4 separate regions of the Mus musculus genome follow, and all the other regions are linked to region 1. A link is a contact called in public Hi-C and promoter capture Hi-C data. All regions are on one chromosome and are shown on one strand. The core of a region is the stretch at or near the end of the contact, and the rest is flanking DNA. Distances in the headings are between cores, read along the strand shown.

Region 1 (7,949 bases), core at 2,204-4,703:
CAGACTCTAGGGCTACACGTTAGAGTCGCACGGAGTTAGAGTCTAAGAGAAATCTCAAACTGAGGGCCTGCCCATCGTGCCAAAGACATTTTTACCTAGAGGATTGAAAGGGAAGAACTTTTCTATTTCTGGGTAGGCATCATCAGGAGCAGGAACAGAACTTTGTGTCTTAGTAGACTTCTCGGTGATCTAGAAAAACCCAAGAGAACAAGCACTGAGAGAATGCAGTTTCGCCAACCTGCAAGGTAGCTTGCGGTTGGACAGCCTCTTCCAATGATGGCATCACTACTTTGAATGTGTTCATTGTGTGCTGTCTTCTAAGAAGTCAGTCCTTAGTTTTCAGGACTCAGTGTAAAGGTGAGGAGAAAATGGACTCCTGGAAGTTGTCCTGACTCGGATATGCATACCATCACACGCACCGGCCCTGTCCTGCCCTACACACACACACACACACACACACACACACACACACACACAAAGGAGACGGGAAGACACACATCTGTCACATGACCTCTAACCAACTGCTCTGTGGTTCCGAGCACTTGCTGCTCTTACAGAAGACTCAGGTTCAGTTCCCAGCACCCACAGGGTGGCTCACAACTATCTGTAACTCCAGTCCAGATGAAGCGATGTCTCAGGTCTTCCTCAGGCACGTGGCACACTTACATACTGTGATGGTTTGTATATGCTTGACCCAGGGAGTGATGATATTAGGAGGTGTGGCCTCATTGGAATATGTGTATCACTAAGGACATGGGCTTTAATACCCTGGTCCTTGCTGCCTTCAGATGAAGATGTAGAACTCTCAGTGCCTCCTGCACCATGCCTGCCTGTATATTACCAAGCTTCCCACATTGATAATGGGCTGAACCTCTGAACCTGTAAGCCAGCCCCAATTCATATTGTCCTTATAAGAGTTGCCTTGGTCATGGTGTTTGTTCATAGCAGGAAAACCCTAACCAATACATATACCATACAGGCAAACATCCAAATACATAAAATAAAAGTATTCTTTAAGTCAGACCTCTTAGTACCTGTCCACATATATTATTAAGAATCCTGAGCAGGGTTAATTTAAAGCTAATCAACTCAACTGTTCAAACCTAACAGTGGACAAAACAGACTTGAGGCACCCCAGAATAGTGGCTAATCCTGGAAGTCAATTTGACCTCATAAAAGTGTAATTTTTCTGCCACTGTTACCTTAATTATTTACTTGGCTAATATTAACAAGTTTGTGTTCCTTAAACATATGGACTTAAGTAGCAGCAGAACCTAAAACATCCAAAGAATTATCAGGTAGACAATCAATAATAGCAAGTCAAAACAGAAGCCTGGGCGCTCTTGATCCCATCCGATCTATGTGTATGTATGCCAGAGTGGGGGCATGTAGTTCAGGCTAGCCTCCAGCCAACCCCTCCTCCAGCTTCAGCCTCCCAAGTGCTGGGATTGCAGGTGCTTATCAAGCCCAGCTAAGTACTTCACACATCTGTCACATGGCCTCTAACCAACTGCTTCCTGGTACTAGTTAAGAACAGCTGAGGCAAAATCAGGGTTAGCTACTCCTAAAAGCTGCGATCTCAAGATGCTGAGCAACTGGAAGTACCAGCCTGACTCCTCTCTGTGAGTTTGTGGACCTCTCTTTACCTCCTACTGAGAGGAAGAGAGGCAGATGGGAAGTAAGTTTCTAAGCATCAGAAGTGCTGCAGTGGGGCTTAGGATGGCTCAGAGGGTAAAAGCACTTGCTGCTCTTCCAAAGGAGTCAGACTCAATTCCAAGCACCCAGCGCCCTCTTCTGGCCTCCTTATGTAACTGCACACATGCAGTATTCATCTACAGCTACGTATACATGAATAAAAATAATAAACTTTTCTTAAGTGCCAACACATGTACAAATATTCATGTTCATAGCCCGCACTCACCTTTTTCCCAGTCAAGGTCGGCTGTTTTGGTTGGAGGGGTTTGCCAGTCTTCATAGGCTTTTCGGCAACTCTGTTGACTGTCCCCAAAGCCTTTCTGCTGGCTTTAGGCACGGCTGGAGCATTGAACACTTTGCCGACTCGAGGCGTTGAAACCTGCAATTTCCCATCTAAGGCCTTGACTGTTGAAAAAGGGATAATCATTAAAAAAAAAAAAAAATCACAGACTCAGTGGGTAAATAAAGGAGCTTTCGGCTAAACCAGACAACCTGAATTCAGTCCCCAGAACCCACACAGTATAAGGAAAACCAATTTCCACAGGTTGTCCTCTGACCTCCACAGGCACACCACGGCATGCGTGTGACCCCACACATACACAAATAAAGGTAATAAATGTATTGCTCTTAAAGATTAGGCCATACAACTTAACTCAATTCTTACACACAAACCTGTGCCTCATTTGGGGCAGTTACTTAGCACTCTAAATAACCTCATTAAGACAATAAGTATGAACATAGGCACCATGGCGCACGCCTTTAATCCCAGAATTTAGGAGTCAGGGGTAAGTGGATCTCCTGAGTTCAAGGCCAGCCTGATCTGCATAGCAAATCCCAGGCCAGTTAAAGCTATGTCTCAAAAAACCGATTTAAGCAGAGCGCCTGGACACGTGACTTAGTAGCATTTGAAAAGCTCCAAGTTCCATTCCCGGCAGTGCATAAGCCAGGCAAGGTGGCCCATGCCTGTAATCACTGCACTGGGCAGGTGGAGTCAAAGGATCAGAAGTTCAAGGCCCCCCTAGGTTACATTGGGAACTGTAGGCTGGGACCATTCACAACACCTGTGTATCTCAAGGCAGGAAATACTTACCACCAGTGCCCAGCTTCAACCCATCCTTAGATGCCAAACGGCGGCCGGGTTCTTCATTATCCTTATCAACAAAGATAAGAGTAGCCATTCTGGATTACTCTAAGGGAGAGACCTGAATATTAGGATATTGGCATTGAGGACGGCTGGAAAAACTACGCAGTAACAGAGACCAAGCTTTACCCAGGGCACCTATGCACAAAAATTTATAAGTAGCTGGAGAAGTCAACAGGCTTAATCCAGATCCTAAATCTGCACGCCAGGGTCATAAAACACTCAACTCTTACAGAAATCAGTTTATGTTGGCACCCATCAAAACTGTCTCCAGCCTACAATCTCTGCTATAAAGAGAAGCCAAGAGGATGCTCAAATTTGGCCTCCTGCTACATAACAAGTTCAAGACCAGCCAGGGCTGCTTGAGATCCTGAAGTGGGGAGGGAAGAAGAAAAGTAAAAACAGCGTTGCTGTGGGTCGAGCACGACAAGAGCGCCTCGGGACGCGGGGCCGAGTGAAGCACACGTCCCGACCCTGCTTCAACCTCCAGTCCCGGGTCTGCCCTCCCCGCCACCCCAAGCTCGCCCAAGACGCCCTCACCCACGACGAGCTCACAGCTAAACTCACCGAAGACTGCGCCACCAACGACCCGGCACACCGCAGTTTAAACTGTAACTCAATTGGTCCCTCCGAGAGGAGGTGGGGCCTACAGCCTGAGAACCAATGGGAGCAACGGAAGTTTTCAGCCACCGCCCAGCTCTCGCGTCTGTCTCCAAAGTATTAAGGAAAACAAAACTAAACAAAACCAAAAAAAAAAAAAAACAAACAAACAAACTAGAATCGTACATTGTCCAAAACTCCTGTGAGAGGCTTTTTGTTTGCCACGACATGGACCTGCGAGAAGGTACTCACCCAATAAACGTCTTGTCCCTTTAAATTTGAAGGGCTTTTTTTTTTTTTTTTTTTTTTTTTTTGGAAACAGGTTTTCACAGGACTCAGACTGTCCTTGAACTGTGCAATGGATGGTGAATGACAATCACTTTTAACTCCTGAGACTGCTTCCGGTCTTCCAAGGACTAGATTAGTGGCTGTGCCACTGCTCCAGGCTCACTTTTATGGTTTTGGCTTCTTTGAAAAAGTCTCTTACTACCCAGTTCAGGCTTTTCGGAAACTCACTAGCCCAGGCCTGCTTCTGACTCAAGATTCTCCTGCCTCAGAGCTCAGATCAGAGTAGCCAGAGTGTAATCTCTAGGGGAACAGGCCTGCGCAGTAGATACTGGAGTTTGGAGAAGACTAAAAAGGAATAAGTAGTAGAAGAGACCAACATGTACATAAAAACTTAACTGAAGAAGCCAAGAGGTTTAATCCAGACCTTAAATCTTCAAGTCAAAGTCAGAGGCACTAATCTACTGAGAAGATGGTTTGGGTCTTGGATCGGCCCCCACCAAAACCTATCCAAGACTGGAGAGATTCCTGGGCAGTTACAAGCACTTACTGATCTTGAAGAAGACCCTGGCTGTCCTGGGAATCACTATGTAGACCAGGATGGCCTGGAACTTAAGACATCTGCCTGCCTTTGCCTCTTAAGTAGTAGTTAATCTCTGCTTATTTTTAGAACTTGTGGAAATTTGGCAGGTTTGAAGACAAAGAATGGAGATTATTCAAGAGCCCAGGACTTCCCATTGAAATAAGCATTGTTAATAATAACATTGGAGCCTCCCCCTGCACACTTTCTGCTATGTGTGTGATTATATTTAATTAACATAAAAGTTCCTTAGTCTCCTTTGTGTGTTCCTGAAAACATTCTAAAGTTCCATGATTGATACTGGGATACTTGTACTAGGAATTTCACCCACCCCACCCCACCCCCTCCTGCTGGACAGACCCTTTCTACAAAGGTTGTGACAGCTTGTAAAGTCCTCAGCTCTATGGAGCCACAGGAGATGCTGATGTGTGACTGGTGAGTGGTAGATCAAGAAAGCTTGCTTGCTTTCTTCTTCTTCTTCTCCTTCTTTTTGTTTGTTTGTAGAACATGAGTTTAATATTTTTAGCTGTTAATATTCAATAAACGGAATAATTATTTTAAGATATATTTCATTGTTATGTCTCTTTTCATTTCTGGTTTTATTAATTTGGATACCGTCTCTGTGCCCTCGGGTTAGTCTGGCTAAGAGTTTATCTATCTTGTTGATTTTTCTCAAAGAACTAGCTCCTGACTTTTTTGTTTTTTGTTGTTTTGTTTTTGTTTTATTGGTTTGGTTTGGTTTGGTTTTTGGTTTTTCGAGACAGGGTTTCTCTGTGTAGCTCTGGCTGTCCTGGAACTCACTTTGTTGACCAGGCTGGCCTCGAACTCAGAAATCCACCTGCCTCTGCCTCTACCTCCCGAGTGCTGAGATTAAAGGTGTGCACCACCACGCCCGGCTTCTGATTTTTGTTGATTATAGTTCTTTTTGTTTCTATTTGGTTGATTTTAGCCTTGAGTTTGATTAGTTCCTGCCTCTACTCCTCTTGGGTGTATTTGCTTCTTCTTCTTCTTCTTGTTCTAGAGCTTTCAGGTGTGCTGTCAAGCTGCTAGTGTAAACTCTCATCAGTTTCTTTTTGGAGGTACCCAGAGCTATGAGTCTTCCTCTTACCACTGCTTGCATTGTGTCCCATAAGTTTTGGTATGATGTGTCTTCATTTTCATTAAATTCTAAAAAGTCTTTAATTTCTTTATTACTTCCTTGACCAAGTTATCATTGAGTAGAGCATTGCTCAGCTTCCATGTGTATGTGTGTTTTCTGTTGTTTTTGTTGTTATTTAAGACCAGCACTAGTCTGTGGTGATCTGATAGGATGCATGGGATTATTCAGTCTTCTTGTATCTGTGGAGGCCTGTTTTGTGAACAATTATATGGTCAGTTTTGAAGAAGATACCATGAGGTGCTGAGGAGAAAGTATATTCTTTTGATTTAGGATGAAATATTCTATAAATATCTGTTAGGTCCATGTGGTCCATAAATTCTGTTAGTTTCACTGTGTCTCAGTTTGGTGTCTGTTTCCATGATCTGTCCATTGATGAAAGTGGGGTATTGAAGCCTCCCACTATTATAGTATGGGGTGTGATGTGTGCTTTGAGTTTTAGTAAAGTCTCTTTTATGAATGTGGGTACTCTTGCATTTGGGGCATAGATATTCAGTATTGAGAGTTCATCTTGGTAGATTTTTCCTTTTACCAGTATGAAGTGTCCTTCCTTATCTTTTTTGATAACTTTTGGTTGAAAGTTGATTTTATTCGATATTAGAATGGCTACTCCAGCTAATTTCTTGGGACCATTTCCTTGGAAAATTGTTTTCCAGCCTTTTACTCTGAGGTAGTGTCTGCCTTTGTCATGGAGATGTGTTTCCTGTATGCAGCAACATGCTGGGTCCTGTTCACGTATCCAGATGTTAGTCTATGTCTTTTTATTGGGGAATTGAGTCCATTAATGTTGAGTTATTAAGGAAATGTGATTCTTACTTCCTGTTATTTTTGTTGTTAGAGGTGGAATTATGTTTGTGTGACTATCTCCTTTTGGATTTGTTGAAAGATTCCTTTCTTGCTTTTTCTAGGGTGTAGTTTCCCTCATTGTGTTGGAGTTTTCCATCTATTATCCTTTGGAGGGCTAGGTTTATGGAAAGATATTGAGAAAATTTGGTTTTGTCATGGAATATCTTGTTTTCTTCATCTATGGTAATTGAGAGTTTTGCTGGGTATAGTAGCCTGGGCTGGCATTTGTGTTCTCTTATGGTCTGTATAACATCTGCCCAGAATCCTCTGGCTTTCATAGTCTCTGGTGAGAAGTCTGGTGTAATTCTGATAGGCTTGCCTTTATATGTTACTTGACCTTTTTCCCTTACTGCTTTTAATATTCTTTCTTTGTTTAGTGCATTTGATGTTGATTATTATGTGATGGGAGGAATTTCTTTTCTGGTCCAAATAGACTATTTGGACTTCTGTAGGCTTCTTGTATTTTCATGGGCATCTCTTTCTTTGGGTTAGGGAAGTTTTCTTCTATAATTTTGTTGAAGATATTTACTGGCCCTTTAAGTTGGGAATCTTCACTCTCTTCTATACCTATTATCCTTAGATTTAGTCTTCTCATTGTGTCCTGGATTTCTTGGATGTTTTGGGTTAGAAGCCTTTAGCTTTTTGCGTTTTCTTTGACTGTTGTGTCAACGTTTTCTATGGTATCTTCTGCACCTGAGATTCTCTCTTCTCTCTCTTGTATTCTGTTGGTGATGCTTCATCTATGACTCCTGATCTCTTTCCTAGATTTTCTAACTTCAGGGTTGTCTCCCTTTGTGATTTCTTTATTGTTTCTATTTCCATTTTTAGATCTTGGATGGTTTTGTTCATTTCCTTTGCCTGTTTGATTGTGTTTTCCTGTAATTCTTTAAGGATTTTTGTGTTTCCTCTTTAAGGGCTTCTACCTGTTTACCTGTGTTCTCCTGTACTTCTTTAACGGAGTTATTTATGTCCTTCTTAAAGTCCTCTATCATCATCATGAGAAGTGATTTTAGATCCGAACCTTGCTTTTCTGGTGTGATGGTGTATCCACAACATTCTATGGTGGGAGAATTGGATTCTGATGTTGCCAAGTAACCTTGGTTTCTGTTGCCTATGTTCTTATGCTTACCTCCCATCATCTGATTATCTCTAGTGCTACCTGCCCTCGACATATCTGACTGAAGCCTGTCATTCCTGTGATCCTGGTTGTGTCAGAACTCCTCAAAGTTTAGCTGTCTCTATGATCCTGTGATTCTGGGATCCTGGGATCCCGAGATCCTGGGTGTGTCACAGCTCCAGGGAGTTAAGCTGCCTCTGGGACCCTGAGATCCTGGTGTAACCAAGCTCCTGGAATCCTGTGATCCTGGACATGTTAGAGTGCCTGGGAGTGGAACTTCCTCTGGGTGTTGTGGAACTAGATGAGGAGTTCTCCCCCAAGGGCTTCTCAGGACACCGGCCCAGACTGGAAGGCAAGAAAGCTTCCTATTAGCAATAAAATAGCAAAACTTTATATTGCTAGTCAAATCCTGCATCTCATTCTCTGTGATTCTTCCTCTTATTCTAGACACAAAGGGGCACCTTTGTTTCCTCAGCACCAACAGATTCTGCTTAGCTTCGGGATCTTTGCATAATTCTATCCAAAGAGG
Region 2 (7,949 bases), core at 3,168-5,667, 2.7 Mb before region 1:
TGTTTCACTTAATACTACTTATTTTTTTTTAGATTTATTTATTATTGTAATAAGTGTAAGTACACTGTAGCTGTCTTCAGACACTCCAGAAGAGGACACCAGATCTTGTTATGGATGGTTGTGAGCCACCATGTGGTTGCTGTTGATGATTCAATATAAACTGCTCCAGAAAACTTTTATTTCCCAAGATCTACTGATATGATGCTTTACTTAATATTCTTTCTTCCTTGGTCTTGAAAAAGGGTTCCACATTGCTGTTCATTACCAAAGGAAGTCAGGACTGGAACTCAAGCAGGTCAGGAAGCAGGAGCTGATGCAGAGGCCATGGAAGGATGTTCTTTACTGGCTTGCTTCCCCTGGCTTGCTCAGCGTGCTCTCTTATAGAACCCAAGACTACCAGCCCAGGAATGGCACCAACCACAAGGGCCCCTTCCCACTTGATCACTAGTTGAGAAAATGCCTTACAGTTGGATCTCATGGAGGCATTTCCTCACCGGAAGCTCCTTTCTCTGTGATAACTCCAGCCTGTGTCAATTTGACACACAAAACCAGCCAGTACAACTGACCCCTTGTCAACTTGACACACAAACACATGACTATTAAACCTCAACCCTTACTTTCTTATTAATCCCCAAAATCTAAATAACTTGAAAAGTCGCAGTCTTTACATATCAAAGGTTCAATCCGTTTAAAATGTCCAATATCTTTTAAAATTCAAAGTCTGTTAACTGTGGGCTCCACTAAAATACTTTCTTCTTTCAGGAGGGAAAAATATCAGGACTCAGTCACAATCAAAAGCAAAACCAAACTACAACCGTCAAATGTCTGGGATCCAACTCATGATCTTCTGGGCTCCTCCAAGGGCTTGGGTCACTTCTCTAGCTCTGCCCTTTGTAGCACATACCTAGTCTTCTAGGCTCCAGATGCCTGTACTCCACTGCTGCTACTGTTCTTGGTGGTCATCTCATGGTACTGTCATCTCCAAAACAGTGCTGTCTTGCTGTAATTAGGCTTCACCAATAGCCTCTCTTCATGGTGCCAAGCCTCAACTACTTTGCATGACCACTTCAGTCCTGGGCCATCAATTGCAACTGAGACTGCACCTTCACCAATGACCTTCCATGGCCTCTCACAGTGACCCCTCAGCATGACCCCTTCATGCCTTCAAAACCAGTACCACGTAAGTGACTCTTACACATTACTAAGTCCAGCCACAACACAAGGTAAAGCCTTGGCTATCTCTGGAACACAGTCTCTGTCCTCTTAGAAAACACTTTCTAGAAGATTTTACCTCAATTGATGCTGGTTCCTTTTTAATCACTGCTAATTTCTTAGCTCCAGCTAACCAGCATCAATAGTCCCAGTAATGCAAAAGTTTCGATTTAGTAGTTCTGGTATCTTGTTAATCACAGCTGATTCTTCAGCCCCAGCTAACCAAAACCACAGAACCTTCACAATCAATACAGCAACAGCCCTGATAAGAGTCTTCCCTCTGAAATTTCACAAGCCAGGCCTCCATCTTCTGTGCTGTTCTCAACATTATCTTCCAAGCTCCTACACAACATCCCACAGAGCTCTTAACATCCCAATGGTTCTTCTAGCCCAAAGTTCCAAATTCCTTCCATAGTCCTCCAGAAAACATGGTCAGGCTGTCACAGGAATTCCTCACTATGTTGGTACCAATTTGGTTTAGTCAGGGTTTCTATTCCTGCATAAACATCATGACCAAGGAACAAGTTGGAGAGGAAAGGGTTTATTCATCTTACTCTTCCACATTGCTGTTCATCACCAAAGGAAATCAGGACTGGAACTCAAGCAGGTCAGGAAGCAGGAGCTGATGCAGAGGCCATGGAAGGATAGTCTTCACTGGCTTGCTTTCCCTGGCTTGCTCAGCCTGGTCTTTATTATTATTATTATTAATTAATTAATTTATTTATTGGTTTTTTTGAAACAGGGTTTCTCTGTGTAGCCCTGGCTGTCCTTGAACTCAGAAATCCGCCTGCCTCTGCCTCCCTAGTGCTGGGATTAAAGGCGTGCACCACCATGCCCGGCTTCAGCCTGCTCTCTTATAGAATTTAAAATCTACTTTCAATTTTGTTCAGCCCATTCTCATTCACCTTCCAGATCTCCATGTGGCCATCTAGCTTTTGCAGAATCCCCCCCCCCCCCTCAAAAAAAATCAGGCTAGAAAATTCTCATAGCACTGTCTATAATTCCTAACAGCTTATTATGCTTTCATAAGGACTTATTTACTTTATCTCTACATTAGACTTAAGTGCTTGCAATTTGGGAGTAGCTTCTATTCTTCTAGTATTTAGCTCATAGTTATGTTGAGCAGTATAGAAAAAAAATATCTTGTTTGGGATGTGAGAATGGACTAGGCTTTTGTAATTAGCCACAGGAGTACTCAAAATCACCTGTGTCTGACAAGCTACAGAAAATACCATGCCAGACACTTTGTAGACATAGGGAGAACACACCAAATTTTAAAAAAAAAAAAAGTTAGATTCCCTCCTTTATCCCAGGATGCTTTAAGTTTCCTTGAGGTAGAAAAAGCTGCCATGGACTTACAAATATTAAATATCTGACATATTATCTTTGACACTGTAAGCCTTAACTACTGCTCCTTAAAACCAAACAGCAGCTGAGCCATGTGTGTTGTGCAGGTCTCTTAAGTTTCAGTACTTGGGAGGTGGCAGCAGGAGTACAAGGCTAGCCTGTGCTACAAGAGACCTTGTCTCAAAACAAAAACATCTACCCTGTTCTGTAGAACCTAAGTTGTCTGAGTTCCCTGGAAATGGTGTGGCCATGGAGATGGCTGTGTCTGATCACTCACTTGACCTTGTGAATGGAGGAACGTTGATAGAAACCAGATAGAGACTACTAACCAGTACATGCTACAGAGGATATAAACCGGCCTTTCATCTTCCGCTCCATCACTTACTTGCTGGCTGCATAATATAGTCAGAAACTCTCTCAATGTTCTCATTTGTAAAGAGTACAACTTTGGTACTTTTCTCGTCTAGCTGTTCAAAGGAATAACATATAGACCTTACGACAGTACAGCTGCACAGTTAGCATCTATCACCTCACACCCAAGGCTCTAGTTACTTGTGCATAAACCACAGCCCTTAAGAGCATAGCATATATCCTTGGAAGTCTGGGTTCCCACTCCATTTCTGCCAATTTAGTTTCATAAAATTGAGTGGATTTCAGTCTCATTTTTCATTTACTTCCAACATGCTATTAATTTGTTGTAGGTGTGAGTTACTGACAGTCTATGTAGCTCAGGCCACTAGGTCTGGAAGTGTCTATTTCTTACAGGTGAAAACATTAAAAATTACTTTATTCTAACTGTTTAAATGCTATCACCATCTACACTCAATTTACTCTGTCATCTACACACCAAGTTCCACTATTCTATTGTTAAAATGCTGAACATTACTTAAGAATTGTTTCATGAGATGGCTCAGTGGGTAAGAGCACTGACTGCTCTTTCAAAGGTCATGAGTTCAAATCCCAGCAACCACATGGTGGCTCACAACCATCTGTTATGGGATCTGAGGCCCTCTTCTGGTGTGTGAGGACAGCTACAGTATACTCATGTTAATAAATCAACCTTAAAAAAATAAAATATTAAAAAAGAAATTCCAAAGAACTGTTTCACGAGTGGAAAAGAATCCGTGGGCAGCTGTCTTTACTGAACAGATTTCTCAGTCTTTATGCTTTTATATCTGAATGCAATGTCAATGCAGAAAATTCTAAAGAGAGTAACTTCTTTTTAAAAAGAAAAGTAGCGCCTGCCAACTCCTAATCCCCTTCAACCAGCTGTGGTTTCTCCATGGTGTTGATGGCATATTTTGGAATCTCACGCTTGAAGACTCGCTGTGTGCAGGGATGACCTCATTTCACGTAGGGCCGCGTCTCTACCATCCCACACTGCGCTAACCAGGTGTTTACTGCGTGAATTTGGAGAAAAACAAACACCGCCCCAGCCCTAACCTGGCTTTCGAATGACTGGGAAACGAGGGCACATCCCCTTCCCACCCTGTTCCCCCACCCGTACGTACCCGAAGGGTCATTGAATCTCTTCAGGGGCGCCTTAGGAAAGGACATTCTGACGCCTGGGTCCAGATGAGACAGCAATCAAACGCCCCAGCAAACTGTCAGCTCGCCTGAATTCAAATTTACCTCAACTTTCCCCCTCAGCCAATCAGAAAACCTAAACCTATCTGGCCAATCCTGCATGGTCCAAAGAGCATGCGCACTAGATTCCTACCGCCGCCCAATCGGAAGGTTTGTAAGTTTAAGCTAGTAGCCAATAAGAGGCTGCTCCTGATCGTCGCCGCAAACAGCTCTATCCAATCACTTCTGGTTTTACTCAGTTTTACTGGGTAGCCCAGTTCGCGCAAGCGCACTTCACAGGCCGGTGGACGCGTCGGAATTTTGGCGTCACACAGGTTTAAAGATCGCAGGCACTTTTCTCCTTTGTTCCGGCGTCAGTGTTCTTTGGATGTCAACATCTCTAGGCTTCGGTCGATTTCACCAGGGCTCACGAGTGTCTTAAATGGGCTCTGAAAGGGAGAATTTTGCACACTCGGACACGCCAGTTTGGACTCTTGCGCATGTGCAGTGACCCCAAGGCGCCGAGGGCAAGCCCAGAGCCTAGTCCCGCCGGTGTAGTGCTCTCCCGGAGCCGTGTGCCTGCGTGGCGTCTTCAGAATGTCCGCCCCGTTTGAGGAGCGCAGCGGGGTGGTTCCTTGCGGGACTCCGTGGGGACAGTGGTACCAGACCCTGGAGGAGGTGTTCATTGAAGTCCAGGTGCCCCCCGGCACTCGCGCGCAGGACATCCAGTGCGGCCTGCAGAGTCGGCACGTGGCTCTGGCCGTGGGTGGCCGCGAGATCCTCAAGGTAGCAAGCCAGGGCTTGTCCCGAGTTCCTTCTTCTGGCTTTCCCGCACCCCGAGCCCTAAAATTCACGGTGTCAGAGGGATGACTGCTGGGTGTGGCAAGGTTAGTTCCTGGCTGGTAGAAAGAAGTGGTAAATTGTTCTGGCGAGGGGTCTCCACGGAGCACTGCACCCACAGAGCAGATTTTGCGCGGGTAGAACTCAAAGATTTTGTTCTCCACTTTATTTCTAAAATAGGTTTGGGGTGCTTTTATTTCCTCCGGAGTTCCTGCTGACAGAAGGCTAAGTAGGTCAAAAGAACGAATATGCGTCTTCTGGGCACCGATGGGAGTCCCAGAGACTAGACAAAAGGATTCTGAACTCTGTTCATGACGTGTAGGCTAATACAGGCACTTACAAGCAAGGCTAGGGTAATGGGATGAGGATTCCAAGATGTCAGATTGGTTTTCTAAATAACAAGTTTCTTGCATGTTGATCTTCATCGTAGTGAAAAGGTGTGTGAAGTTACCTAATTTCACCAAATTTTTAATCTGGTCACATTTCCCCGTTTTTGGTTAAGAATTTATTAAGACTCACATAACAATCAGGCTATACTTTACACCTAGATTAGATGCATAGCCTGTTGGAGGATGACTGTATAATGTAGTGGTGAACGGAGACATGATACTGTGTTTTGTAACCTTGGGCAGGAGAAGGAAAATTAGTCAACAGCTAATTGGATATCAATTTCTGCAACATGTGATTTGAACCTTTTTAAGAAACTGGCCTTTTCTAGTGCCAGCTTCTCAAAAGAGATTGAACTAGCTTTAATAACATTGAGTTTAAAAGAGAGAGCACTTTTAAGGCAGGTGTTGTGGTGCACGCTTTTAATCCCAGCATTTGGGAACCTTAGGCAGGTAGATCTCAGCTCAGCGAATTAGGCCAGCAAGCCAGATGTACTAAGCCAGCTCCATGACTCCATAGAGCAGTGGTTTTCAGCCTTTCCTAATGCTTCGCTCCATTAATAAAGTTCCTCATGGCCGGGTGTGGTGGGCACACGCCTTTAATCCTAGCACTCAGGAGGCAGAGGCAGGGGGATTTCTGAGTTTGAGGCCAGCCTGGTCTACAAAATGAGTTCCAGGACAGCCAGGGCTTTACAGAGAAACCCTGTCTTCAAAAACAAACAAAAAAGTTCCTCATGCTGTGGTGGCCCCCAACAATAAAAACAGTGTCCTTGATACTTCATAAGTGTAATTTTGCATTTACGAATCTGTCATTAAATATCTGGTATGTAGGATATCTGATATGTGACCTTGAAAGAGGTTGAGATGAACAGGCTGAGGACTGACAGACTCTGCTTCAAGAAAACAAAACATAGTCACCAGGTGGTGGCTGTACACACCTTTAATACTAGCATTCAGGAGGCAGAGACAGGATTTCTGTGAGTTTGAGGCTCTTGGTCTATAGAGCAAGTTCCTGGGCAGCCAGGGCTACACAGGGAACACCCACCCCCTTAAAAAATGCAAAACAAAAGAAGGAAAACAAAAAATAGGACATTTTTTCTAGTTTTAGTAGGAGTCCCTGTCTTGTTCATATTAATTAATTGGTAAAGCGTTTTATATGTTAATGTTGCGTTCTATCATAAAGAGTAGTATGTCTTCTCCTGTTTTGTGTAGTGGTGGTGGTCCCTGTGTGTTTCTTCCATGGTAAAGTTGTCAGATTTGTAAACTGGACTCTGATTAGGCGAAAGTTCAAGGTTGAGCACCTACAGGTAGGGGAACTTGGCCTAAGATGTGCCTTAGCTTGGAATGAGCCAAATCTTAATGATGAGAATTTATAAAGCTTAATGAAATACTGTAATTCTATTACCTTATATTGATTTTCCAGGGGAAACTGTTTGATTCTACAATTGCTGATGAAGGAACATGGACTTTGGGTAAGAGAAATCTGTTATGATTCATACACTTAAAAATTGGATCATGGTATCATTTCTCCTTTATATTGTCTTGTCTTTGTAGCTGTGAAAGATGGAGAAAAACGTGTTGAGAGCAATTGTCTATCAAAACTACCTAATAGGGGGCTGGTGAGATGGCTCAGCGGTTAAGAGCACTGACTACTCTTCCGAAGGTCCTGAGTTCAGATCCCAGCAACCACATGGTGGCTCACAACCACCCGTAATGAGATCTGATGCCCTCTTCTGGTGTGTCTGAAGACAGTTACAGTGTACTTATATATAATAATAAATAAACTTTAAGCAAACAGACAAAAACAAAAAAAAAAAATAGTACCTAATAGCCTTTGGAAAGTACAATGTTTAATGATGCACTGTAATTTCTCTGTAACTACTTTCTTTTTATCTTAGAGGACAGAAAAATGGTCCGCATTGTCCTGACAAAAACCAAGAGAGATGCAGCAAACTGTTGGACTTCTCTTTTAGAGTCTGAATATGCAGCTGACCCCTGGGTGCAAGACCAAATGCAGAGAAAACTTACATTAGAGCGATTCCAGAAAGAAGTAAGTCAGATGTGGGAGTGAGTGTGTACAGATACTCCATTCAAACGCACAGGGGGTCATAAGCTATACAAAGGTGTAAAAAGCCTTTTAGGTGAATTTTAAAGTGAATGGTTAGAAAATTGCTTATTATGTAGGTTTCAAATTTCACAAATGTATGCATTTCTGTAAGACCGATGCTGAATGCACACCAGTAATTCATGAATAATTAACCTAAAGAACTGGACCGCTGTAGGTATATAGTATGAAAGGGAGCTGTCCCTTCATTGGATTCTCCACCTCTTGCTTCTGCCTCTTGATCGGCCTTTTTTAGTGGTAGTTTCCACCGGCATCATGCTGACTTCCAGGTATATGTCTGACCTAGACTTCTCGGTTCCTTGTTGCGTATACTCATTTTTCTGTCTGCCAGACGTTTTGTGTCCAAGGTGAGCAATCTAAGCAATCTAATTTCGCTCCCACATTTATTCTACTTTTTATTGTAGTTAGTGGAGACTGGTTGTTCATGATTTAGGGTTGGGAGGAGGGGGTCAGAGAAAGCCCAGTGGCTATGG
Region 3 (7,949 bases), core at 2,743-5,242, 2.6 Mb before region 1:
TATACTAAGAATCCTAAACTTACTTTGCTAAGCCTGCCCTGAGATTTCTAACTCTATGTAGTAGATTGTAATGCCTGATTTCTTTCACTATCTCTCTCACAATACTAGAGGCAATTCTGAGTGTTACTGAATAGGAAACATTCTTACTGACTTCCAAGCCCAGGGTCAGCTCAACGACTACCTACGGCACTGGTGAAGGCCAGGAAGCAAAGTTCAATTTTGCTTAGGTATTTGGCAAGTCATTGCTTGGAGACACCTATAGTAAAACAATGCTGAAAGAAGGACACAGATCCATTCACTTACTAACGCAAGGACAAATTTGGAGCATACATTATATAGGATGCCACGGTTCCAGGAGACTACATTTCCGTGAAATTTTAGCCTTGGGACTGTGTCCAAGTTTTTAGGCTTGTCACGTGAGTCACTACTTGAGTGGGTGTGGCAATGGGGTGGGCCAACTCAAAGCCCTGGATTTGGGCCTGGGTTCAATCTGATTTAGTCTGCAGCCCATGAGTTATCCAGCACTGTTCTGGTGAAGGACAGGGTCAGCTTATCCAGTGCCCCATAATTTTTTTTTTTTCGACACAGGGTTTCTCTGTGTAGCTCTGGCTGTCCGGGAACTCACTTTGTAGACCAGGCTGGCCTCGAACTCAGAAATCTGCCTGCCTCTGCCTCCCAAGTGCTGGGATTAAAGGCGTGCGCCACCACCGCCCGGCTGCCCCATAATTTTTATCTCTACCCTCTCCTTATGTGTTTCCCTCATCCTCCACCACTGCCATACATTGAATATTTTTTGGTCAGAATACTCAGTGTTCAGTGACAAATATATTTTGTATCTATAAATACTGTTCATACTTTATCCATAGTATACAGTAACTTTTTCTTTTTTCCCCAATTTCTTTTTTTTTTCTTTCTTGAAATTGTTTCTATCTAACCCAGGATAAACTTTGACTCAGGATCTCCATTTCAGCCACGTAAGTAAGTACTGAGATTATAGGCATCTGCCACCACACTCAACATTTTTTTATAACTCAGAAACTTTTCTCTTGTTAAGAATTAATATTTTTGCCTTGTTTAATTTTATTATGTGTATACAAATCCATGCTTACCTGAGTAGTTCAGTTTGAACCTTGGTTTGCAGGATGAAGACATAAAACTAGTTTGAACTGAATTGGGAGAGGGGACAGTATCTAAAAAGAGGGAAGTATAAGAGCTAAGGGCCTGTGGTTAAGGATGATGGTCAATGAGGAATGATGAGGTGACAACTTAGGGATTAAGGGAAGGAGAAGTTGAATAGATTGTTGGAGGATGGGGTACTGAGTGCATAGGGCTTTATGGTTTACAGTTAATATTAGTTGCTTTGTCTTAGTGTTCTATTGCTGACCAAAGCAACTCTTATAAGAGAAAGAATTTAATCTTGGGCTTGCTTACAGCTTCAGACAGAGGTTTAGTCCAATATTGTGATCCAATATTAGTCCAATATTGTGTCAGGGAGCATAACAACATACAGTCAGGTACTGGAATAGTAGCTGAGAACTACATGTTTATTCATAGGCAGAGAGACAAAGAGAGGGAGGGAGATAGGGAAGGTGGGAGGGAGAGAATAAGAGAGGGAGAGAAAGAAAGAAGGAGGGAGAGAAAGAGAGAGACTTTGGGTTTGGCATAGCTTTTGAAATTTCAAAGCCCGTCCTTGCAAACACAATTCCTCCAGTAAGGCACACTTCCTAATCCTTCTAATCCTTTCAAATAGTGTGCTCCCTGATGACTAAGCATTCAAATATATGAATTTATGGGAGCATTACTGTTGAAACTACCATAGTCTTGAGCTAATGATTAGAAGAAACTAATTTTAAGATTTTGGGTAGGAGGGAGAAAAGGACAGTTTTAAACCCCTTTATCCATTCCTTCTTTTTTTTTTTGTAGGCATGCTCTGTTTCCATTTAGGAACGATAGAAATGTTCTGTTGTTTGCAATAAGCTTTAATAGATTGAACGGGTTTTGTGCATGAGCATTTTGATGTCAGCCCTGGCTTGGATCTGGTTCTCTTATGCTGGGTTGTTTGTTCTGTTGTCTGTATGTTGCCTTGAGCAACTTGACAGTGTTCTGAGGATTCTTTTTTTTTTTTTTTTAAATCTCTAGAACATGGTTGTTTTCCTTTGCTTTCAAATCAATTCACAGTTGACTCCAGTTAAATCTCTTTTTAGTCAATCATTATGTAATAGAGAATTTTGTTTCAGGTCTAATGTTTAACACTACAGGACTCTGCTGCAACTCACTTATTTATTTTTATATAAATGGTTATTTTCATTTATTTAAAACATCTTAAGTTTTAAAAAAAGGAGCAAAATCCATGATGTACAAGTATTCAAGGTCCAATTCCTTATTCATAGTATGAAAATTATCATTGTATTCATACTCAAAATCACCTCTACCTGCTTTAGCCTTTGTGGTCACACAGGGAACTGGAAACAAGGAATCCCTTGCTTCTAACATGCAAAATGCAAAAATGAGAAATGAAAAAAAGCATTGTGTAAAATATATTCTACTTATTACAGAAGACAACTTTGGAGCATACAGAGAACTCAAGAGTGGCTGCTGAGATAGAGATATTGGGAGACTTTTTTTCTTTGAAAATGTAGAGTAGCAAAAGAGGAAGACTTTGTAGCAAAAACACAAAATTGGAGAAAGAAGAGAAGTGGCATGTTTAGCAGAAAGGCTTCTTGACCTATGCACAGAGTCACTATCAGAATAGTTTTCTTCATGAACAAAATTCTGTAGAGGCAAAAGGCAGTTTGGACCTCCACTTCAACTCAAGTCACATAGTTGTGCCAATATTGGGCAGAAACCAGTGCAACTACAAGCAGCTTTCTCTGTTAGCACACCAGTTTCTTTGAGAATGAGCAATTGAATCTGATCATGACTGGAAGGAGAGAGTAAAAGTAACAACCATTTTTTTTTCTTTTAAAAATTAAGGACATTAGTGGTATATAGCTTTTTAGTTGTCTCAAGAAATGAAGACTCCTTGGGCTGGTGAGATAGCTCAGTGGGTAAGAGCACTGACTGTTCTTCCTAAGGTCCTGAGTTCAAATCCCATAACCACATGGTGGCTTATAACCACCTGTAATGAGATCTGATGCCCTCTTCTGGTGCGCATGAAGACATCTACAGTGTACTTATGTATAATAATAAATAAATCTTAAAAAAAAAAAGAAATGAAGGATCCAGTGAGGTGGCCAAACATGGAAGGAACCAGGATGTCTAGGTAAAAAATACAACCTTGAACAATTCCAGTAGTAAAATAGTCTACAAGTTTTTAAGAGCAAGGGTAGGTAAAGGGTAGGTATATTAGATTAGGTCTGTATTAGGTTTTTCTGTGGTCTTTCTGTGGAGATAAAAATCCCTTTCAAGTTCATCAGCATCACTTTGCAGGGAATCATCATTTAGGAGATACTTGGGTTTACCTGAGGTAAAGAGAAAAGAACAGGCGGCCTCAATGAGTGCGAAGACTTTGATAGGATTTCTGAGTCAGAGTACATAGCAGTCAGGAGACTACAAGACAAGATCCTAACGATCTGCTGTAAGCTTACACGAACATCATGCTCTGGGATCTAGAGTATGGGAGGCACAGTGCTATAAAAGCGAGAACAAGCATATAAGTTGTGAGACTAGTGCAATTTTCCTTCTCTAGTTAGATCATTACAGGTGTCTTTAGGTGATTTTCACATTTTGATTGATGTGAAAAATCTTCCCCAATCAAGGAGTCAAGAAAGAATCTGCAAAGACATTTCCCCATCTTAGCTGGAGTGAAGTGATAATTGAGTTCAGACAAACAAAACAACACGTTCTACATCTCATAACAAAGCTGGCAAAATTACAAGACATCTAATGTGATAGACCTAGATAATCTTCCAGGGAAACCCGAGACCAAATGCCTCGAACAGTTTGTTAAGGGTTCTGCACTCTAAGTGGCCTCTAGATCTGTGCAGCTGCAGGCAATTTGCAGGAGAGGCAGTGTGGTGTGTGGGTCCCTGGCAAGGGATGTTCATTTGAGACTATCCCCTCCAACAGCTTTTGCCATTCATCATTTCCACATCCAGATGGCTCCCATTGTCTATAGATTCCTCTTTTTTTTTTTCTTTTTTTTAGTGCAAAGTGGCCGCTCTTAAATCTGTCATGTATTAGTGTTGGAAGCAATTTTATTATTCATCTAGTAGTCCAATTACCACTCTTTATAGAAGAGGAAGTGGAAATCCAAAGAAGGGAAATATCGTGGTCAAAACTACCCAGTTCCGTTGTGTCACAGCTGAAGGAAGAACATTTTTATCTCTTGGATCTCTGCCTGGTGGGTGCTTCTTTCAGTTCACCAGAACCTGATCATTTTGGGGGAAACTTGTGGCCCAGTATTTGAAGTCAGTGGATGATGAATTCAAGTCTCATCTCTGTGATTTGGTCGTTATGTGACCTTGGGTAGTTAATCCTTACTTCTCTCATTTGTGAAATGAAGTTGGCAATAGAACCTTTAACACAAACTGTCAGGAGGGCAAGTGGATAGTGATGCTTAAAGTGTTTATTGCAGTATCTGGTACACAGCATTACTCAGCGAATCAATTTTTATTTCTACAGATGCAAATCCTTTTACATTAGAGCATAAAGAACTTTTGGGGGCTGGGGAATGCAGTTAGTATTTTCTGGATGAGTATCTAATATATATTAGATATATTATATATTATCAAATCTTGATTTCTGGATACAACTGTACATCTATCATGCATGCATACATACTCTAATATATATATATACTATATATACATATAGCACCTCTGGTAGCTATAAAAGAACTTCTGTAGGAATCATTTTATTAGATAGGAAGGTAAAGAAAATATTTTAAGTTCTCAGATAATGGTTTCTCTCTCATTGTCTACTGCACAGCACTTAATGTTGAAGATCAGTGGGCCTGTGCTACCAACTTGAAGCCCCCACCCCCCCCCCCCAGGTGAAGAAGAGAGGCTCTGGATTTTTAAAGTAATGCACATAATTAATTAAGGGCCAGTTTGATTTTTTGAAGAATGTGATATTTTGTTCACAAGAGGAAAAAAAAAATCACTGACATGCTCTGAATTTCCTATAGTGGCTGATATAAGGTCACTAATGTTTAGAGGGACAGTTAATCTACTGAGAAATCTGAGAAGAAAAGCAAATGAGGGGATAGACAGAACATCTTAATAGTTAAGAGTGTGTACTGTGTTTAGGAAGCACCCAAATTCCACTCTCTGTCTCCTTGTCAGGTGGCTCACAACTGCCTGTGACTCTGGTTCCAGGGCATCTGATGGCTCTGACCTCTTTGAGCATCTCTATTCATAGGCACACATCTACAGACACACATCAACCCGTATACTAAGACATCATGAAGAAGGCAAATGAAACTAAATACTTTATAGGTTTTCTATAACTTCCGATAGAAGACAAAGATCTTGTGGAGTATGATATACCCGAGACAAACACATAATGAAAATAGTATCTTTGAGACACATTTATTCTTCACTAGCAAGTGTCTTTGTTTTCATAACATATTTTCCACTAATACACATTTAATTTTCGTGGCGATGGATCAGGATGCTCCACTGACTAGATGCAGATGGATTATATGAATCAGAGGTGTGTGAGATGTGGTTTTGGGGTCATGCCACAGAGTTTAGAAGTGTGAAATGGAATACAGCTTGCTGCGTGTTTAAAGTCTGCCTAGTATGGTTCTTGGGCACTTTAGGTCCATTAGAACCTAGCTTTTCCAGGTGCTGCTGCAAAGAGCTTTACAGAGCTGGCCCTATCTACCCCTGCATGGTCTCTTCTTTGGAGCTGGCTCCTCTCCCATGCCTGGGCTGCTGATATCCCTGGGAATTGGAAGTTGTCTGACTACAGTTACATAGCATAGCTTATATATTAATTAAGCATACTTCTACCTGGTGAAGGCTCTCCTCTTCCCCATGCAGAAACCTTTAGGAGTAGACTGTCGGCTTTGTGCAGTGAAATGGAAGCTTCTTACTTATGACCCCTGAATCCTGCCTGCTGAGGTATTAATAAATCTCTTCTCCAGAGGACATGCCAGTCAAGGACACCTCTTTCTTCGTCCCTCTTTTCTTCTCCGTGCTTGGAAATCCCACAGAGCAGTTAATTATTTGCAAGTTACTGGTCTGAGGGAAACCTTCCTTTGGAATTTCCTTGCTTTTGTAAACCTAGAAGTTGTGCTCAAAGTTAACACAAAGGCAAAGTTCTATTTGGGCATAGAATAAATGCAAATATCGAAGGTTCATTTAGGTCAGGGGTTCTCAGCCTTCCTAATGCTGTGACCCTTTAGTACAGCTCCTCATGTTGTGGTGACCCCAGACCAAAACAAAATTATTTTTGTTGCTACTTCATAACTGCTACTGGATTTGAATCACAACATAAGTTGTTTTGGAGATAGAGGTTGGCCAAAAGGATTGCAACTCACAAGTTGAGAACCATTGACTTAGATGGACTCAGCATTCCATTGAGAAGGAGTAGGCTGGGGTTCTTTTAAAAAGACGTGAATGCCTGTGCCTTGGCATTTGCTGTAGGGCCCAGGACAGGTGGGGCCCAGGGCAGGCAGGGCCCAGGCAAGCTTAGCAGATAAAACCGGCTCAGATTAGGGTCGCCCTGAATGTTTTAGGTGCATTGTGATATCCAGGTGAGGGTGCAAACTTAGTGATTCTGTATTTCTCAGACTTTCTGAAGTATCATCAGATGATAAGAAGAGGACCCTGTGGTGGATTTGGTTCTGGCCAGAATGCATGTTGGCAGTACGATTCCTATCAGGAAGTATCTGATGCTCAGGAGTTTTGTTTACTCTCTGATTTCTGTATTTTCATTTCAACAAAGATGCTAAGATTTAAGAAAATTTGGAATATTCCACACACATACAAATCCTAGCATGAGATGGCTAGATCATGACAATATGTGTTACTTATGGAATTCTGTTTTCTTTTCTTTTTGATTTTTGAGACAGGATTTGTCTGTGTAGCCTTGGATGTCCTACAACTCACTCTGAAGATCACATTGGCCTCAAATTCACAGACATCTGCTAGCCTCTGACTCCTGAGTACTGGGATTAAGGGCATACTTTCACTGTACAGTGTAACTTTATTTTTTTTTAAACCTATTTTATTTATTTTTTTTTTCCATTTTTTATTAGGTATTTAACTCATTTACATTTCCAATGCTATACCAAAAGTCCCCCATATCCACCCACCCCCACTCCCCTGCCCACCCACTCCCCCTTTTTGGCCCTGGTATTCCCCTGTACTGGGGCATATAAAGTTTGCAAGTCCAATGGGCCTCTCTTTCCAGTGATGGCCGACTAGGCCATCTTTTGATATATAAGCAGCTAGAGTCAAGAGCTCCGGGGTACTGGTTAGCTCATAATGTTGTTCCACCTATAGGGTTGCAGATCCCTTTAGCTCCTTGGCTACTTTCTCTAGCTCCTCCATTGGGAGCCCTATGATCCATCCATTAGCTGACTGTGAGCATCCACTTCTGTGTTTGCTGGGCCCCGGCATAGTCTCACAAGAGACAGCTACATCTGCGTCCTTTCAATAAAATCTTGCTAGTGTATGCAATGGTGTCAGCGTTTGGATGCTGATTATGGGGTGGATCCCTGGCTATGGCAGTCTCTACATGGTCCATCCTTTCATCTCAGCTCCAAACTCCGTCTCTGTAACTCCTTCCATGGGTGTTTTGTTCCCAAATCTAAGGAGGGGCATAGTGTCCACACTTCAGTCTTCATTCTCCTTGAGTTTCATGTGTTTAGCAAATTATATCTTATATCTTGGGTATCCTAGGTTTGGGGCTAATATCCACTTATCAGTGAATACATATTGTGTGAGTTTCTTTGTGAATGTGTTACCTCACTCAGGATGATGCCCTCCAGGTCCATC
Region 4 (7,949 bases), core at 3,021-5,520, 2.1 Mb before region 1:
ATTATATATAAACAATAATGAAATAAAAGCAGAGGAAATGAACTTGAGTGGGAGATATGGATAGGAGTTGAAGGGGGAAGGAGGAATGGATATGATAAACAATGTGTTGCATCCATATATTTTTCTTATATATTTTTAAGTTTTAACAGGAAGGGGCTTCTCGAAGCTAATTTGCTACCCAGTATTCACTATGTAGTCAAAACCACCTTAAATTTTCCTCCATGTTCTCTGTAGTTCCACAGTTTCTCTTTAATATTATCCAGTGTTTTCTTGATTTTTCACATTATCACATGGAACCATCAATAGCAGGAACTCAACCTATTTTCCCATGCAATGCACCCCTCTTCCTCTTTGTGTATATCAGTTGTTGCAGGTGCTCCCATTACAGCAGTAGGGTCACCCTGAGAATCTTTGCTTCTTTAAATGCCAGAAACATTTATTCTACACTTTAGAAATGTGGCTCAGTTTTTCCTTGACTTCCAGAGCTTTTATATTTTTTCTTCAACTGTCCTTCAACCTGTGTGAGTCTTTGCTTACTCATGATTAGATTAAATTCTGTATTCTTAGTAGGAAATTTGCAGTGGTGTCCCTGTGTCCTCCTTGACTCCTGGGCACAGAAATCTCCTCTGCAGATTTCTGATAGGTTTTTGCTGCTATCCTTTAAGCTGACAGACACGAATTACTTTATCTAATTAGTAAATGTCAATTATAAAAAATTTAGAATATATCTTATTGTGCCTTGAATTGTAGAGCCATATTTTCTTTAAACTATGAAAAATGGAATGGTTATTACTTGAAAAGTTATTTTCTATGTGGAATTTTGTGTCTATTATTGGTGAATAATAGTTGCATTGTCACTAATAATTATGATAATAAAAGAGATTAGCTATTACTCTATCTCCAAATAAGCTTTGAGACTACTAATACCTTCTCTGTATGAAAATAACTGAAACAGGCTAGCATACATACTCAAGAAATTTTTATTTTTATTTAATTTTATACCACAAGCTTTCTTCTTGAGTTATTGATGTCCTTTTCAAATTTTAATCAGTTTACTTTGTGTCTCTTTGTGTGTGCACATGCATATGCATGTATATGCGTCCCTGTATGCATGTGCTTATGTGTGTATGTGAGCCCATGCATGCATTTGTATGTGTGTATATACCATGGCACACACTCAGAGATGAAAGCAAGACTCTGGAGTTGGTTGTCCATTGGAGCTTGTTGTGGAGAGTTAACATTTTTGGATTCTGTGTATACCAGGCTGTCTGACCAGAGAGTTTGGTGTCCATCCTGTCTCCTTCTCGTTGTTTTGCCTTATGACTGCTGGAGTTACTCGTGTGTACCTTGAATCTACCTGCATCTGGTAGGTTTGTCAGATCTGGGATGGAACCTCAGGTGGTTAGACTTATGCAGCAAGCTATTTTCAGGCAGAACCTTATCCATGGCCCATCCCAATCCTTTGAATTGTGTTCATGTGCCTTTTTTTCTCTTGTGTGTATGTCTTTATTCTGTAATGATTTGAAAACAACCCTTTCACTCCACAAATGGCTTTATAAGAAGACAAGTAATAAAAACAATTCAAACCTAAGACACATACTGAAAAAGTTTGAGAGGAGAATAGTAAATGGATAATCTAATCATGCTTAAAGCAAGTGGGGTATTTTTTTATTTGAATTTTTGCCTTTTAATAAAATTTTCAAGAAAAAATTATGAAAAGGTTGGAATTAAGCAAATGCATTATTTCACCAGAATAGGGAGGATTTTTTTCTTTTAGATAGACATAGATTTCATTAAAGTATTAGAAGATCTACTCAAATTAAGTTGTTCCTATGATATTTTCTCCAGATAAAAGCATGAGCACTATTGCTTGACATTTTCCATCCTCTCTGATGCTTTTATGCGTATAAATACAATGAGCAGCTTCCTCAGACTGTAGCCCAGATCTCTCCTGTAAATACCTAAGTGCTGTTCTAAATGCCATATGACATCTCAGCTTTCTTTGCAGAAATGTAAAGAGTCTCTGTAACCTGGAAAAAAAAAAAAAACTATGGGTTTTATAGAGAAAGTGGAAAAGGAAAATAAGGGTGCGATAACAGCTACTAAAAACCCTAACAATTGGGTTTTGATAATCAAATCCCAGAATATATCCTCTGAAGAAGCAGTCTTTTTTTTTTTTTTTTTTTTTTGTGGCAAATTTTTTTTTTCCATTTTTTATTAGGTATTTAACTCATTTACATTTCCAATGCTATACCAAAAGTCCCCCATATCCACCCACCCCCACTCCCCTGCCCACCCACTCCCCCTTTTTGGCCCTGGTGTTCCCCTGTACTGGGGCATATAAAGTTTGCAAGTCCAATGAGCCTCTCTTTCCAGTGATGGCCGACTAGGCCATCTTTTGATATATATGCAGCTAGAGTCAAGAGCTCCGGGGTACTGGTTAGTTCATAATGTTGTTCCACCTATAGGGTAGAAGCAGTCTTAAGAAAAACAAGAGAGCATCTATGCCCTCTATTAGGCTGGGATATATCAGTCAGGTATCTGTCCCCATGCATGTTGGCTAGCACCAGCACCTGTAGGAAATCTTCAGTCTATGTTTGTTTATGGTCTTTACAGAAGGTTGATTAATGGGGAACTTATAGGTCTTCAAACAAGTTACAGGCAGACTCTCATTTTTGGAGAGATAATGGAGCTGAGAGGTGATCTGAAGGACCTCGTCCTTGTTAAACATGTGTTGGGGCTACATGACTGACTACGACAGCCTTGACTTCCATGGTAGCCCAAGTTTATTTCCCACGCTTTACAGTAACTAGCTGGGTTTGCACTTTGAAAATATAACCCAAACATTTCCTGTTTTAAAGGGCTAGGCTGAATACTCACCATGGGAAACATGCCCATGAGGTTTGTTTGTTTGTTTGTTTGTTTTCCTCTCTTCACTATGAATGTAAATCCATCCTGGCCCTACTTCACTGGGTTCCAGTCTCAGTATCCCCTCTCTCTTCATTAAAAAGTTCCACTGGATCTGATTGCTTTTCTTTTTATCAAATTATCCCCTCAAATTTTTATGTATATATTATAGAATTCAAAGAAACATTAAATTTTTTTCACTCAGTTTTAGACCCACAGTATTTTCAAGTGACTATCTTATTTAAGGAAGATTCCCTGTTTGCTTTGTTAGTCAGCTTCCTCTTGTTGGGATAAAATGCCTAAGGAGGAGAGATTCATTTTTGACTCACAGTTTAGCAGGTTTTATTCCATGTTTGTTCTGATCCTTTGGAGGCACTAGATGCATAGTTCTTCATGGCAGCAAACCTTGTGACACTTGGAGCCATGCTTCTTGCAGCATTTTATTTTCATCCAGGTGAAGAGGGAGAGAGTAGAAAAGTGGAAAGATCACGAGAGAAGAAAGAGAGGAAAGGAAGGGGACTGAGCGAATGACTGACACAGAGAAAAGAGATGAGATATAGAGAAGACACAGATGGAGAGAAGGGAAGAAAAGAAAAAAAAGAATGATGGAGAGAGAAGCAAGAAAGAGCAGACCTAGGGTGTTTGGTGTAATGTTTATCAGACTATGTGGGGGTATTTAAAAATATTTCTTTGTGGTTTTCTATCTCTGAGTTTTCCTGAGTTCTTGGTTATATTAAAGTAGCATATCCTTCAACAACCATATGATTCGGGGAGTTTTATTTCATCCTATGTTTTGAATTTTAGTTCTCTCAAAACAATAGTATGCCTTGCAGAATAGCTCTTAACATTAGTAAACTCCAATCAGTCATCTAATTTCTGGGACTGTGCTGTAAATAAAGCATCTAAATTCTAATTGCCAAATTCAAGGTCACAAAGAATTTTCCAATGATTATTCTTAGGAGTACAATTTTAGTGAAAGAAGCTCTTATGGTTACTAAAATGAATAAGCTCAAACAAAAATTCACACATAAAAAACAATGATGATTATTTTATAAGACAGTTAGCAGATAATTAAATATGTGTAAAAATAACATCAAAGTCATTGAAGGACATTCATAAAAACACTCTTAAATACAACGTTAGCCAATTAATGATAAACTGCTTCATCATTAGTTCTTCACAGGCAATAGGACGGGTTCTCTCCCACTGTGGGTTGATAACTTGCAATATCGTTAATTTACATGATATATATAGAAGGAAAAGAGAAGCATTTTTAACTTTATAAGGAATATACATTGCTAGCTGCCAATTCTGACTTATCTTAGCCAGTAGATGTCATTCTCTCTCTATTTTAATATGGCTTTCCTATCTTCCTTTAGTAGACTCTTCTTGAGACATGTTATGAAACTGAGATTCATTTCAGCCTGCTTTTCTCTTCTTCATCTTTCCCAGTTAGTATCTTTGTCTCTTCATTAATAGGAAGAGGACTAGAGTCCAAAAAAAGAGGTCATTCAGATAGCTTGCCTTACTGAGGGATATTTCCCTACATATTTAAGACACTCGACAATGCTGACTGAGTGTCAGAGTGGAACATCCCCTAATGCATTTTAGGTACTGACAGACACGGAAAAAAATCTATTAATAATGCTAGCAAGTTGACAAGGAAATCAAGATCTCTGAAAGCACTAAGAGGATTTCTTTTAATATGTTATGCACCCTTTTCCATGTACAGTTGTAGATGTTATCATTTCCTTAAAATGACCTCGGCTTATCAAGACCCAGGCAACTGGCATTTCTTAGTATAAAGCATTTGCCTAGTGTGAACAGGGCCTTGGGTTTGAACCTCAGCAAGGCAAGGGTATGTGAGGATTTAGAAAGAGATATAAGTAGAACCTTTAATGAGGCTGTTAGTTTAAATAGCCATTTATTTTTTATTTTTACCAAGAAATGAGAAAAAATATTTTCTATAAGGATTTCTACAAGAATACCCAATCACTTTGAAGGTATATTTTCAGAATTTATTTATTTAATTACCAAAGTAAAGTCTTTCTTTGTATATTGGCCTGGCAGGGAACTATGTATGTACTTCATTTATGCCTCACTTCCTACCTCAGATTTCTGAATGCTGGAAATACAGGCATGAACTACATATGACAACAAACTCTGAAAATTTCCTTCAATGAGTGCCTATAGCTTGTAGTACACACTGCTAGTCTACTTTGCAAAATTATAGAAACTGTTGAGACTACACTTTTGAACTTTGAAATAAGATTATGCATGTTAAACCCAAACCATGCCATTTGTTAAGCCTTTGAGCTCCTAAAGGCATTCTTCTGATTTTCTAGAAATAGCTTATCACAAATAAGAAGCATGGATGTAGTTTGATATGATTTTCTATAATTCTGATTGTAGAATCCATGGGGTTATCTATTAGTTCAGAACAAGTTCACGTGTTTTTCTGTCATGTCTCCCTGAATAAGCTATCAAAATTGAATGTGTGTTGGCTACAGAGATAGTTCAGAGGCTGAAAACCCTTGCTGCTATTGTAGAAAACCTAACCTTGGTTCCCAGCACCTGTTCTGGAAGGTACACTGTCTCCTGTAACAATAGTTCCAAAGCATCAGATGTCTTTTTTGAGCTTCTGACTATCCTGCACTCACATTTGTCCAAATAAACATACACACAGAGAGACATATTCAGTTTTTAAAATTGAATGCTACCCATCTTCTTGATAATCATGTTACACTTCCCAAGCTTCAACAGCTGAACAAACTGTAAAACTGTTAAAATTTAGAAATAAAAAGAAAGATACAGGGTTTACATACAAATTAAAATACAGAGGTGAATTATGACCTCTTGTCTACTAAGCCATATATGTTTCCTTGGAAACAAGAACATCAAATTTCCCCAGCAGTCCCTGTTGTGAATTATTTTAGAGAGCAGCAGGAGCCTCTTTTATGCTCCAGGGCATAGTGGCTGATTCTCTAGGCAACAGTTTGGATCTTGTGGAAGATACTTTCTTTATGTCAACTAATTAATCCTTTTCTGTGGGATTTAGGGGCAGAGATTATGAAGATCATATGCACATCTCTAAGGCCTGAATCGTAAGGTTAAGTATACAAAATTCAGTCATTTGCAGCAGAAGTGATCTTCTATATCTTAAATAGGAAACCTGTAGCCAAATGGACAGGGAAAAAAAACTTGTCATTTATAATCTCTTTACTGAGAAGATTAGTGCCAATAATAAAGAAATTTCTAAATTTATCTATAATCTCATATTTAAAAGGGATTTAAGATATGCCCTTTGGGTGGTTAGTGTTTTAAGAATAACATAGTATAATTTGGTCTCCATGGTTATATCCAACTACATTTGCAATATGAAAATAAGGTTAATAAATGAAAATAAGGTTTATGATATTTATTGTTAAATCTGTACTGTGATCTTATGCTTGAGCAAATCACTGTTAAAGTAATAAACATATGAATAGTCTATGAAAGGACATGTGAGTGTGTAAAAGATTCAGAGTCAGTATTTTATGAGAAAGAAATTTAAGCTGAAGGAAAAGAATTAGCTTTCATGGGGTGGTATTTAATGCTTGTTCTTGTTTGTAGAAGCAATTTAATGGATAGGTCCAGTAAAATCAATACCTCTCTAGGCCACTAGTGTCTCCACTGTACCCCATATATATCTAGCTTCTTGGTGTTTTTGCTTTTGTTGGGTTTTATGGTCTGCTCCAGTGTTCTTCTAATAGTGCTTCCTTGCTTAACAAAAGCTCTATTGGCTTCCAGTCACTGGCAGTGTGACAAAATCATCTAAGACTAAACTGAATTTTCAGATTAAAATCTATCAACGTAAATATAGTGTCATGATGAAGTTTCCTTCTGTTTCTTTAGCTCTACTGCATAAAATAATCTTGAAAGAAAACTTCATGATGGGGGGAAATATATTATCTCTACAGGGTCTTTACAGAATTTGTATTTTAATCCACTGAAAGGGGAAGGCAGTTCCTTCCCTTTCTGCCTTACTGAAAATCCTAGTGATAGGTTTATGTCTCTGCCAGTGAAAATAAACCAGTTCAAGCCAGATTAGATTATACTAAAGGTCAGTTTATTGGGAAACTGTTCTTGGGAGAGTTCATTGGCCCCAAGGATTGAGGCCAGGGGAGTTGCCATGCATGGATGGGGTGTGGGGGCAACACATGCACAGAGAAAGAAAAAGGAGGAGAAGAAGAAGAGGGAGAGAGGGAGGGAGGAAAGACAGACAGACAGACAGACAGACAGACAGAGAGCAGAAAATGTCTGGATTATATAGTGAGGAACCTCTGGGGGAAGAGGACTAAGGGATGTTGGGAGAACTTAGAGTCCAGGTCTGCTTTTTTATGTAAAATATGCACCTCAGTCCCTTGTTCAGGGTCAGAAATCAAACACCTAGGAATTTTGGTCATTACATCTATGAAAATAATACCCATGGAACTGTCTTTTTGTTTGTTTGTTTGTTTTATTGGTAGGTTTTCTATTATTGGTTGTGTTTGTTTTTAGACACAACAGTAAAGCTTATAGTTGCATATACAAATCTTATGCTTATAACTACATGAAAATAGAAACAGAAAAGGTGGCATCTTCTAGATTTATTGACTCTCAGGACTGAAATAATTGGGATTTGGAAATTACACTGAGTTGTTAAAATGAGAACTTCGATGCAGCTTTAAAGCAAACAAAAGGACATCCACACAGGTGGTTTTATTGCACTGGTTTGAGCAGTGAACTGTGTAATTTGTTTCCCTGCCAACAATATTTCATTTGGTTATGCTGGCCAAGAGAAGAATCCGGCACAGTCCTTTTCCTCAGCCAGCTGTATTTGAAATGTGCTGGGTGTCTTTAATATGAAACGTGGCTTTCCTCTGAAACCCATGGAACTGAACTGTGCAGTTGCCTCACTTTTATAATCTGTGGGATTTTAAATGCTCTGAGCTACTACTGCCTAGGCTAATAGAAAATATTTCTGAAAGTTGTGTGCTTCAGTATGATTGCTGATACTGAAA

Evidence for each region. Promoter capture Hi-C pulls out the DNA fragments that hold promoters and counts their contacts. A called contact is a pair of places that touch in the nucleus more often than the background predicts.
Region 2: a Hi-C map of B cells shows a contact between it and region 1, with 10 read pairs. The contact joins the promoter of Nudcd2 here to the promoter of Pttg1 in region 1. A contact is called at or near these places in 16 of 39 promoter capture datasets (the 3T3-L1 cell line, cranial neural crest, embryonic stem cells and 9 more), 3 of 484 Hi-C or Micro-C datasets (B cells and embryonic stem cells), 15 of 115 datasets of contacts at active chromatin or transcription factors (the SCID.adh cell line, T-cell acute lymphoblastic leukemia, astrocytes and 10 more) and 3 of 9 other capture datasets (adipose tissue, liver and macrophages).
Region 3: a contact with region 1 is called in a promoter capture Hi-C map of second pharyngeal arch cranial neural crest. The contact joins the enhancer-like site here to the promoter of Pttg1 in region 1. A contact is called at or near these places in 6 of 39 promoter capture datasets (cranial neural crest, embryonic stem cells, frontonasal cranial neural crest and 3 more) and 3 of 115 datasets of contacts at active chromatin or transcription factors (epiblast stem cells, large pre-B cells and pro-B cells).
Region 4: a Hi-C map of cortical neurons shows a contact between it and region 1, with 2.3 times the contacts expected there. The contact joins the enhancer-like site here to the promoter of Pttg1 in region 1. A contact is called at or near these places in 1 of 39 promoter capture datasets (hippocampal neurons), 2 of 484 Hi-C or Micro-C datasets (both in cortical neurons) and 1 of 115 datasets of contacts at active chromatin or transcription factors (embryonic forebrain).

What each region holds. Positions count from the first base shown.
Region 1 is chr11:43,422,798-43,430,746 of GRCm38.p6, forward strand. It overlaps Pttg1 (pituitary tumor-transforming gene 1), which reads right to left and starts at 3,454. Exons shown (of 6, transcript NM_001131054.2): 1 at 3,404-3,454; 2 at 2,786-2,884; 3 at 1,922-2,100; 4 at 96-189. The coding sequence starts at 2,873.
Region 2 is chr11:40,729,244-40,737,192 of GRCm38.p6, forward strand. It overlaps Nudcd2 (NudC domain containing 2), which reads left to right and starts at 4,418. Exons shown (of 4, transcript NM_026023.5): 1 at 4,418-4,911; 2 at 6,775-6,823; 3 at 7,250-7,401. The coding sequence starts at 4,723. It overlaps Hmmr (hyaluronan mediated motility receptor (RHAMM)), which reads right to left and starts at 4,194. Exons shown (of 18, transcript NM_013552.2): 1 at 4,071-4,194. The coding sequence starts at 4,116.
Region 3 is chr11:40,831,584-40,839,532 of GRCm38.p6, forward strand. No RefSeq gene overlaps it. Among named protein-coding and RNA genes, the nearest start is that of Ccng1, 80 kb to the left of the region's middle. Within about 2 kb of position 3,993, at least 4 of the 459 cell types and tissues checked have an H3K27ac peak or open chromatin away from gene starts, as enhancers often do. A contact at or near this core is called in second pharyngeal arch cranial neural crest, where this site is marked.
Region 4 is chr11:41,329,636-41,337,584 of GRCm38.p6, forward strand. No RefSeq gene overlaps it. Among named protein-coding and RNA genes, the nearest start is that of A230004M16Rik, 380 kb to the right of the region's middle. Within about 2 kb of position 4,271, at least 4 of the 459 cell types and tissues checked have an H3K27ac peak or open chromatin away from gene starts, as enhancers often do. A contact at or near this core is called in cortical neurons, where this site is marked.